Linked DNA regions of Mus musculus: region 1 is linked to region 2. Evidence: chromatin contacts called from public Hi-C data. All regions are on one chromosome and are shown on one strand. Each heading gives the region's core, a stretch centred on a gene start, on an enhancer-like site or on the middle of the called end of the contact. The rest is flanking DNA. Distances are from core to core; before and after follow the strand shown. Region 1 overlaps Wt1os (Wilms tumor 1 homolog, opposite strand). Region 2 holds the start of Prrg4 (proline rich Gla (G-carboxyglutamic acid) 4 (transmembrane)).

Region 1 (4,482 bases), core at 80-2,579, 250 kb after region 2:
TTATTGCTACTTCATAACTGTAATTTTGCTGCTGTTATGAATCATAATGTAAATATTTGTGGCTTCTGCTGGGTCTTAGGTGACCCCAGTAAACAGATCATTCAGGAGGGGTCCTGACCCACGGGTTGAGAACCACTGATTTAGGCTCTCACTAGCAACACAGCTATGATCTAGCTCTTTGAATTCTCAGCATCTTTTGGGTGGGGGGGAAGAGTCACAATGACTTGATCTTGCTGGGTAACCTAGGCTGGCTTGGGGACCTCAATCCTCCTGTCTCAGCCTACCTACAACTGGACACCCCTATGTTTTTGCCTCCACTGTTCCAATAAGCTTTTCATTGGCTTAGTTTTTAATTTTGTATTTTCTCTCCTTCTAACTTTATATATAAAAATTTGAGAATTACATAAACACAAAATAGATTCTTGTCTTAGAATGTATGGTTTGCAGAGATTTTCCACAGCAGGTCATCTCATCAACTGCTCCTTTTAGCAAAGACTTTCTTGGGGAATTAAAAAAAAAATTGTGTAAAGTTAATTTTACCAATTGTTCCATGTGGGTTATGCTTTTGACATTGTCTAAGAACCCTCTTCTCCAAACTTAGATCCTGTAGATTTTCTATGACATTTTCTTTTAAAAGTTTTATACTTGGGCCAGGCAGTGGTGGCGCATGCCTTTAATCCCAGCACTTGAGAGGCAGATGCAGGCAGATCTCTGGGAGTTCGAGGCCATCCTGGTCTAAAGAGAGAGTTCTAGGACAGCCAGGACTACACAAGGAAACCTTGTCTTGAAAAAAAAAAGGTTTTATAGTCTTTATTGTGTGGATGGAAGGAGGGCACACATGCCATACCAACTGCATGGAAATCAGAGGGCAGCTTTGGGGAAGCAGTTCTCTCCTCCCACCGCGTGGGTTCCCGGGATGGCGCTCATGTTGTCCAGCTTGCGCTATAAATGCCTTTACCATCTGAGCTATCTCACCAGCCCCTATGAATTACTTTTTGAAAAGGCATTTTTTTTCCCTCTCTCTTCCTGAATATACAAGAGATGTGTGCACACTGCCGATCATTTGGAACATGAAAAGAAGTTTAAGGGGAAATTAAAATGTCCAGGCAACAACCTCTTGAAGCGTGTTTTGGTATTAGACTTCAATTTTAATAAAAATGTGACCTCTTTTTATAACAGACGACTGGAACCCTCCCACGGTGATTCGCACCAGGGAGAACCAGCCCAGTGCGGAAGGAGAGGTACCTTGCTCAGTGCTGAGCTCAGCTGGGGGAGTTGCCATTCAGACAAGACCGAGAACTACTGACCCTAACGGTAAACCCCGTGTTTATGAACTGCGGCAGTTAGTCACAGACCGTAATTACCGCACCAGATAAAGAAGCTATTTAAGAGAGCAGGTTGCTACGGCCGAAAAAGAAACAGAAAAGTCTTTTTGAAAATCACCAGCTTGTAACCAAGGAGAACGTCAGGTTTGAGGGCGGAATGGATTGGTGTGGGCCGCTGGCGTGGAGACAGAGGCTGACCCAGCACAAACCCAGCCAGGCCTTGGCTCCTTTCTGTTTAATTGCAGAACAACCTATCGAGGGTTCCTTTCCCTAGCCCTGGCCTTCCTACTGGTAACATCCTTCCATCCGACTCACTTCTGACTTCTGGGTGTACGGAACTCTGCCTTGGCCCCATACCTTGATCTGTCTGCATTCTTGGCCCGAGGGTGGCATCGTGGATGGGAGCTCTCTACACTTACAACAGAACAAGATGGTTTCTTCTTTGTTTGTTTGCTTGTTTTATTTAAGATGGTACCTTGACATGTAGCCCAGTCTAGCCTTGAATGAGTGCTAGAGTCATAGACATGGGTCACTAAGAATGCCTGGTTAGTAGGTTAGTGGGTCTGGGAACATGGCGCACTAGTAGAGCATGTGTGCAAAAGTTCATGGGACTCATCTCTGGGAAACAAACTAAAATTAAAATCAATCAATCAATCACTCAATCATAGGGCATTAGGAATCCATAGACATATCTCCTTAACTCTCATTATGCCTTCCAGATAGATAGTTGATAATAAGTGAAACTTGACAGAAATTCTTTTATGAAGTGAAGGAACACTTCTATATTTTTGTGTTTGTATTTCATGTTTATACCCCTTGGAACATCATTCAAATTTCTTGGCCATGTGTTTGCAAAGAACATCTTACTTTTAGGTACTGGGTAAGAAACACTGTTATATGTTAGATTTTGAAATATCAAGCAATTCCCCTGGATGATGACAGGCAAGTAAAAGTTCCATACATATTTGGATACAAAGTTAATTATATAATGAACAGTCACAACCAAAATATTGGTCAAGAGAGCATTGGTTAACTGAGAAGGCAGGACCATTAAATATTATCAATGGACAGGAATATGGTGCCATACACCTGCAATCCCAGCACTCAGGGGACCGAGGCAGGAGGATTTCTACAACTTAAGGCCAGCCTGAGCTACAGAGTTAGACTCTGTCTGAAGAAAACAGTAAATGAGCAAATGAACAAATAACCAAAATATTAGCAGTGGTAATCTATGAGATTAAATTATGTCAAACATTTCCCCTGAACTATTTACATTTTATTTCATTAAGCTTATATTTCATAATAATCAGGAAGAAAAACCAATTCCTGATCATGGTCACAGGATTGTGATAGGATAAACGTGAGTGTGTGTGTGTGTGTGTGTAATATAACTTTTTCTTTACTCTAGTTTAACTTATAAAACTTGATGGCAGGGTGAGAGAGATGGCTCAGCAGTTAAGAACACTTGCTGTTCTTCTAGAGGACCAAGTGCAGTTCCTAGCATCCACTTCAGTCAGCCCACAGCTCTGTAGCTCCAGCTCCAAGGGATCCAATACCTCTGCCCTCCATGTGCGTACGTGTGCGCGCACACACACAGACACACACACACACACACACACACACACACACACACACACACACCTGCACATAATTTAAAAAAATTTTTTTAAAAAACAATGGCCAAAAATATTCAAAAAGACCAATGTGTTGAAATGTGAGAATTCTCAACTGTTAAATACCTGGAACCCCCTCCATGTATAACAACTTTTGGGGGGAGGGCATATTTTTAACACAGAAAATTCAGAATGAGAGCAGATCAGAAAGGCTTTGCAAGAAGTGAGTGAAGCCCACCAGCCTCCTGCTGGCCAGCTCTCCATCCTCATCACAGCATCCTCTCTTTCTAAAGACACTGTCCAACACGTAAGAGGGGTCAGTCTTTTTCCACTCTCAGCGCGTGGGTTCCCACAGATGGCAAACCGAGGCGGGGCATATAAATTAGTATGCTCTGCAACTCATGTGAATTAATCCCAGTTCAAGCTCTTATTCGTCTTAGCAGTGAGTGGCACAGGCAGCTGGCCCTGCGCCAGGTGCTTGGAATGTTCAACTCTCTGTCTGTCTCTGTGTCTGTGTCTGTCTGTCTCTTTCTCTCCCCCCTCCCATGTCATTCCCTCCTCCTGTAGGATTTAATAGTTTAATAGTGACCCCCAAGGGTATAATGTGGCACAGCTGTAGGATGTATGCCTGGCAGGTAAGTCCAAAAGTTTGAGCCCCAACACTAGGGGCAAAAAGGTGTTGGATCTTATCACCCTTGCTTTTCACCTTAACTGTCCCTCGGAGGGGACAGACATTGGTTAAGTTGGTGTAGCCCCCTCTATTTTCCATTATAAACCTCATTCTACTGCTGGAAGAGCTTACTAAAGGTTCCCATTTACTTTACTGATCCCTAACCTTAAGCCTTCTTTTTCTTTCCAGTTTGTAAACCAAAGCAGGGATGTATGTGTTTCTGTTTCCCTTTGTTTAGCAGGCTGATAGCCCACTAGAGACACTCCATCTGCTCTGTGATAAGACAGTACTATCAGTGTATTTAAGCCCTTCGTTGTGATGGACTCTAAATGTCATCGGTGTTTAGAGAGCAACAAGTCCAGTCATTTCTTCACTCACTCTTTCATGGAGTTATCGGTACATCTTCACTGAGCCGGGTGTTGGCTGGACTTAGCCGGGTGCTGGCCATAGTGGTGACTTTCTAGATTCTTCAGTCTAGCAAGAAAGACAAAAACAGACAAATATGATCCAGGGGGATGGTGTTGGTGATATGACTCCCACACAGTTTTGAAGACACACAAAAAACTTTCAATGCAACTACCCTGATGTCCATTCCAACCCAGCCACTTCCTCCCTAACCTTCAAGTGAGGCATCTTTAGGTTTGCATAGAGAGCCTGTAGCTTGGTTTTTTAAGCACAGGGTACACAATGTAAAAACTGATGATGCAACAAAGAAGAGTCAGAAAATTAGTTTTATATTGGCAAAGCCCAGTTGTGTAAACTCACTGTTGCAGGTTGGGAAGGCGAGTCAGTGGGCAGCATTCCCATCTCCAGCTTGTACAAATCCCTGCATCCCATCTCCAGCCCTGCCGAAACCAGGCAGGGTAGCTCCTGT
Region 2 (4,333 bases), core at 1,804-4,303:
TCCCTTCCCCACCCTCAGTTTCAGTAATAATCACTTCCAGATTTACAATCTCACTTTGTATAGTTTCAGTTACCCTAGGCCAGCCAATGCCTAAACATATAGAATGGAAGAATCACACAGCATCCTGAGTAATATGCTCCTGCCCTTCCATTTAGTTCTGTCACAGCATCCACTCCCTGCCTGTTAGCCATTTTGAACAGACCATGTCTGATGGTATGTCAGGTTTATCCACAGGTTTTAGTACTATCTGAGGTCTCAGGGATCTGTGGGGGTGGAGGGGTGGGGGCTGGGAGGTCAGGGGTAGGGGTGAGAGTGGTGTGGTGGCTGGAACACACCGACTGAAGATAAGGGGAGGGGTAGTGTGCCTCTAGCATTCCCATGAGACTGTCTCATGTGCAGATGGGAAGCTCTGCCTGTGCCTGTGTCTCACAAGGCTCTCCCAGCGTGAGCAGCTGCTGCTTACTCTTCCTGTGTGCTTCAGGGGCCTCCCTTCCCGTCTCACTTCTGTCACTAAGCTTTGATTGTGTAATTAGATCAGGGACTTGCACTTGTTTGTTTGTTTGTTTGTTTGTTTTTTGAGACAGGATTTCTCTGTGTAGCCCTGGCTATCCTGGAACTCACTCTGTAGACCAGGCTGGCCTGGAACTCAGAAATCCACCTGCCTCTGCCTCCCAGGTGCTGGGATTAAAAACATGCGCCACCATTGCCTGGCTTGCATTTCTTAAATAAAGAAAATATCTAATAAAAACAAAGCAAAACAAACAAAAAATATCCTCATTCTAAGGTTAATCTAGCACAGCATCTATCATTTGCATTGTTAAATACTTTTTTAATGAAAAAATGTAAATGAGCTAAATACCTAATAGAAAATGGAAAAAAAAAAAAAAGAAAGAAAGAAAAATGGAATTAGAATGAAGGGCTTCATGTTCTTGGCTCAGAAGAAAGCTCTTCCTAAGTCAAGAATGACAGTCCTTTCTCCATCTCTAGCGGCCAGCAGAGGGCCTGACACACAAAGTGTGCTTATATATGACTCCTGACTCATTTTCATTTCCTGCAACCAACTGTAGCCCTCTGCACTTGGCTCTGACTTCTGGATTATTTTATGTTTGTGACAGTAACTCCAGTGCCTGACATGTGTATAAATGAATGCACTCACAACCATCCCAGAGAACAGTCTCTGTGTCTTACCTGAGCATGGACCATTACTACAGGTAGACTTAGGGATAATGGGGGGCTCGGGGAAACACAAGGACCCCTTTTATTCTAACAACCTCTCTCATGTTTCAAATTTGCCTCTTCAAATTGCCTAGAACTTTACCGTTAGAATGTGATTCCTTTAGGCCGAAGTATTGCCCTTTCCTAACAGACACACACACACACACACACACACACACACACACACACACACACACACACGGAGTGAGGGAGCACACTTCATCAATCATTAAAATGTCTGTCAGGAGTATTAATGGCAGATCCTACTGAGAACTGGATCTGATAAAGGGGATAAGGGATAATAAAGGACAGGAATGTGTGAGTTGAGTAACCCCAAGGTGCTGGTGCTTGTGGCAAAAGCCAGTGACTAAGTAGGGGGAAGGAAGCGGAGAGCTAGGGCTTTTTTTTTTCTTTTTCTTTTTTTCCTTCTCACTTCAGATTTTGCCAGGTTAGGCTTTTTAAATGGAAGCAGGAACCAATTTGTGACCTGTAACCGAAAATCCTGGGCCAGCAAACTACACTTAATCTCTCAAGCATCTGCCTTTATCTACACAACGTTTGGAACAATGACCAGAAGGGTCATCCTACCTTCCAGCCCTTGCTCTGGATCTCACAAATCCAGACTAGGGGACAGGATGTGGCTCAGCGGTAGAGCACTTGTCTATATGGGGACTCCCAGCGGTGCACAAACAAGTCCTGACAAGAGTCTGGCCTCCCTGTCAGTCTTCCAAGAAGCAGCCTTCCTCTTTATAACTAACACACAGCTTCATCTAGGAAACGACAACTCACTGACTTTCGGACTTCGAAAAAGGCTTTCAATTTAGTCAACCACAAACCAGGTGTTAAACATCTGTTTACTAAGGGAGATACGTTTGTACATATTATAGTTAAAAACCCACAACTCTAAACAAGAAAGCCACAAATTAAAACATAGGATATGCTGTTGCACTGTGGTTCACGGGGGCGTGTAATTCCCCCTACCACACTTTGGCTTGAGATCTACACAGTAGACCGCAACTGGTTTCAGAAGTGTTTTCCCCCAATCGGCAGCCATGCTTGCTTACCTTCTTCTGGGGCATGTTCGGAATCCTTTAGGCTTCTGATACAATGAGGAACTGCGAGGGTAAGTCTGGGCAGCTGGCTGAGTACGATCAGAAGTGGAAACATAGTCTAGCAACTGTCAAACAAACTAAAACAAAAGTGACAACGACATTAAAAGAAAAGAAAAGAAGCAGGCCAAGTCTCAGCCTGTTGGGTTTTAGTCGGAACTGAGTCAACAACGACCTGTTGCACCCCACGGGTCGCTCTTAATCTATGGGACCCAAGGCGCTCCGGGCAGGTGGCACCTCCGGAGCGCCTGGGAACAAAAGGTACTCCCGGGAAGCTGCGGAGGAGAGTTCGGACACTGGCCCAGGCAGACGCGACTCTCGCCCACGCTGACAGGCAGCTAGGTGCTGGAATGCCACTGTCGAGACATCGTCTCTGGATGACTCTCCCACTCCTCCCCGCCCCGCCTCGCCGCTGGTCGCCGCACCTGTGTCCCCGGGCGCATGTTCCAGCAGCCCCTGGGCGGGAACCGAGTTATCCGCTTGGCCCGAGAGGTGGCCTGGCCCTGAGTCGCGGACGCCTCTGGATCTCGGCGACAGTCGGAGCCTAGCTCTTCGCGGCTCCAAGGCGACACCAGGACGCAAAAGAGGCGCCCAGGATCCGCGCAGGGGCGCTCGGGGAACGTGCGCCGCACGGGGCCCAGCTTGTGTGCTGGAGCCACTCCCACCGCTACCGGACGAGGAGGTCACCTGGCAGCGCTCCACCTCCCGCTCTCGGTCCCCAGCCCTTCTCGACTGAGACCCGGACGCTCACACTTTGGCGGCCTATCAGAGCGCCCTCCCGAGGTTACCTTCGGTCAGCTGTTCTCGCAGGGTGGTCCAGGGATGAGAACATAGCATTCATCCGAGAAAATATACTTTGTTAGTGATTTGCATTGTCACATGACCAAAAATCAATTAATAGCAATTACAAAGTTCTCAGATGTATTTCACCAGGTCTGGGTTGTCTACAAAAATACTTTCAAATATGTCCCCGAGTCAAAATTGTTTCCACGACAACAATGCAAGGTTTCACCTCTTTTACTTTCATTCTTTCCCTCCTTGGGTTTACAGTGGAAATTTCCAGAAGCTGTTTGACATGTGATGATATCATCACTCTGCTAACTAATAAGCCTCCAGTGGATGAATACTTGTGATGCTTAATATCTTCCATACTACTAGGTTAGTGTCGGTATGTAAATTTAAACAAAATGTGACAAATTGTGTTTGTTCTCAGAATATTTCTGCTTTTATTAGATATCTTTGGCCGTAGCTACCCATATACCCAGACAGCTAAAAAGTTCATCCTTCTTGAACAAATAATCTTAGATCTTGAACTTTTCGTTGAGTTTTTTTCTTTTTTCTTTTTTTTTTTTTGAAACAGCAAGAGCATAAGCACCCTTAATTGTCATGAGATGAAGTTAAATTTTGAAAATTTCTCTATTTAAAAATGTTGTGTGAGAGATATAATTAAAAATAATTCAAGAGGCCCAGAGCTCGAGGTGTGAGAAGATAGGAGAACAGTGTCTCACCACACTCTTCATGTCCAAACAGCATGCGCTGTTACTCTTGGGAACGCTATTTAAATTTTGCTCTTTGGCCAGAGTAGCCTGGAACTTCATACAGTTGAAACAGAGCACAGTGAAATGGCATTCCCACTCCTTTCTAGTCTCCAGTTAATTCACTTTTCACCAAATTTGTTTTCTTCCCTGAAAGGCTATTATCTATTTTATTCTGATTAATGGATTCAAGTAAGAATTTCCATATGTTTTGCAGACGTTGTTTTTGTTTCCTTCCAAACACTATCCATGCCCCACGCCCTAGAGGCTTAAGCGGTCTGGAAAATGGAGTCTGCTCTTTCACCTTACTTAAGCAGTGGAGATCAGACTGTGGAGAAGCTAGAAATACCTTATGGTTGAGCACAGGAATCGGAAGTATCTCTCAGGAGACCCATTCTCCTGCTCCCTCATTTAGACAACCTGTGGCTGGAAGCCCTGGGAAGAGAGGGATAAACACCATTTTGCTTTTGGGAG

What was found. Hi-C and Micro-C count contacts between places; a contact is called where the count stands out from the background.
Region 1: a contact with region 2 is called in a Hi-C map of uterus, with 2.7 times the contacts expected there. The contact joins the enhancer-like site here to the promoter of Prrg4 in region 2. A contact is called at or near these places in 1 of 39 promoter capture datasets (the 3T3-L1 cell line), 2 of 484 Hi-C or Micro-C datasets (pancreatic cancer cells and uterus) and 1 of 115 datasets of contacts at active chromatin or transcription factors (embryonic stem cells).

Annotation. Positions count from the first base shown.
Region 1 is chr2:105,096,217-105,100,698 of GRCm38.p6, forward strand. Wt1os (Wilms tumor 1 homolog, opposite strand) reads right to left here. Exons shown (of 7, transcript NR_015462.1): 2 at 4,374-4,482; 3 at 3,987-4,082. Among named protein-coding and RNA genes, the nearest start is that of Wt1os, 28 kb to the right of the region's middle. Within about 2 kb of position 1,330, at least 15 of the 459 cell types and tissues checked have an H3K27ac peak or open chromatin away from gene starts, as enhancers often do. A contact at or near this core is called in uterus, where this site is marked.
Region 2 is chr2:104,846,797-104,851,129 of GRCm38.p6, forward strand. It overlaps Prrg4 (proline rich Gla (G-carboxyglutamic acid) 4 (transmembrane)), which reads right to left and starts at 3,054. Exons shown (of 6, transcript NM_178695.5): 1 at 2,750-3,054; 2 at 2,280-2,404. The coding sequence starts at 2,382.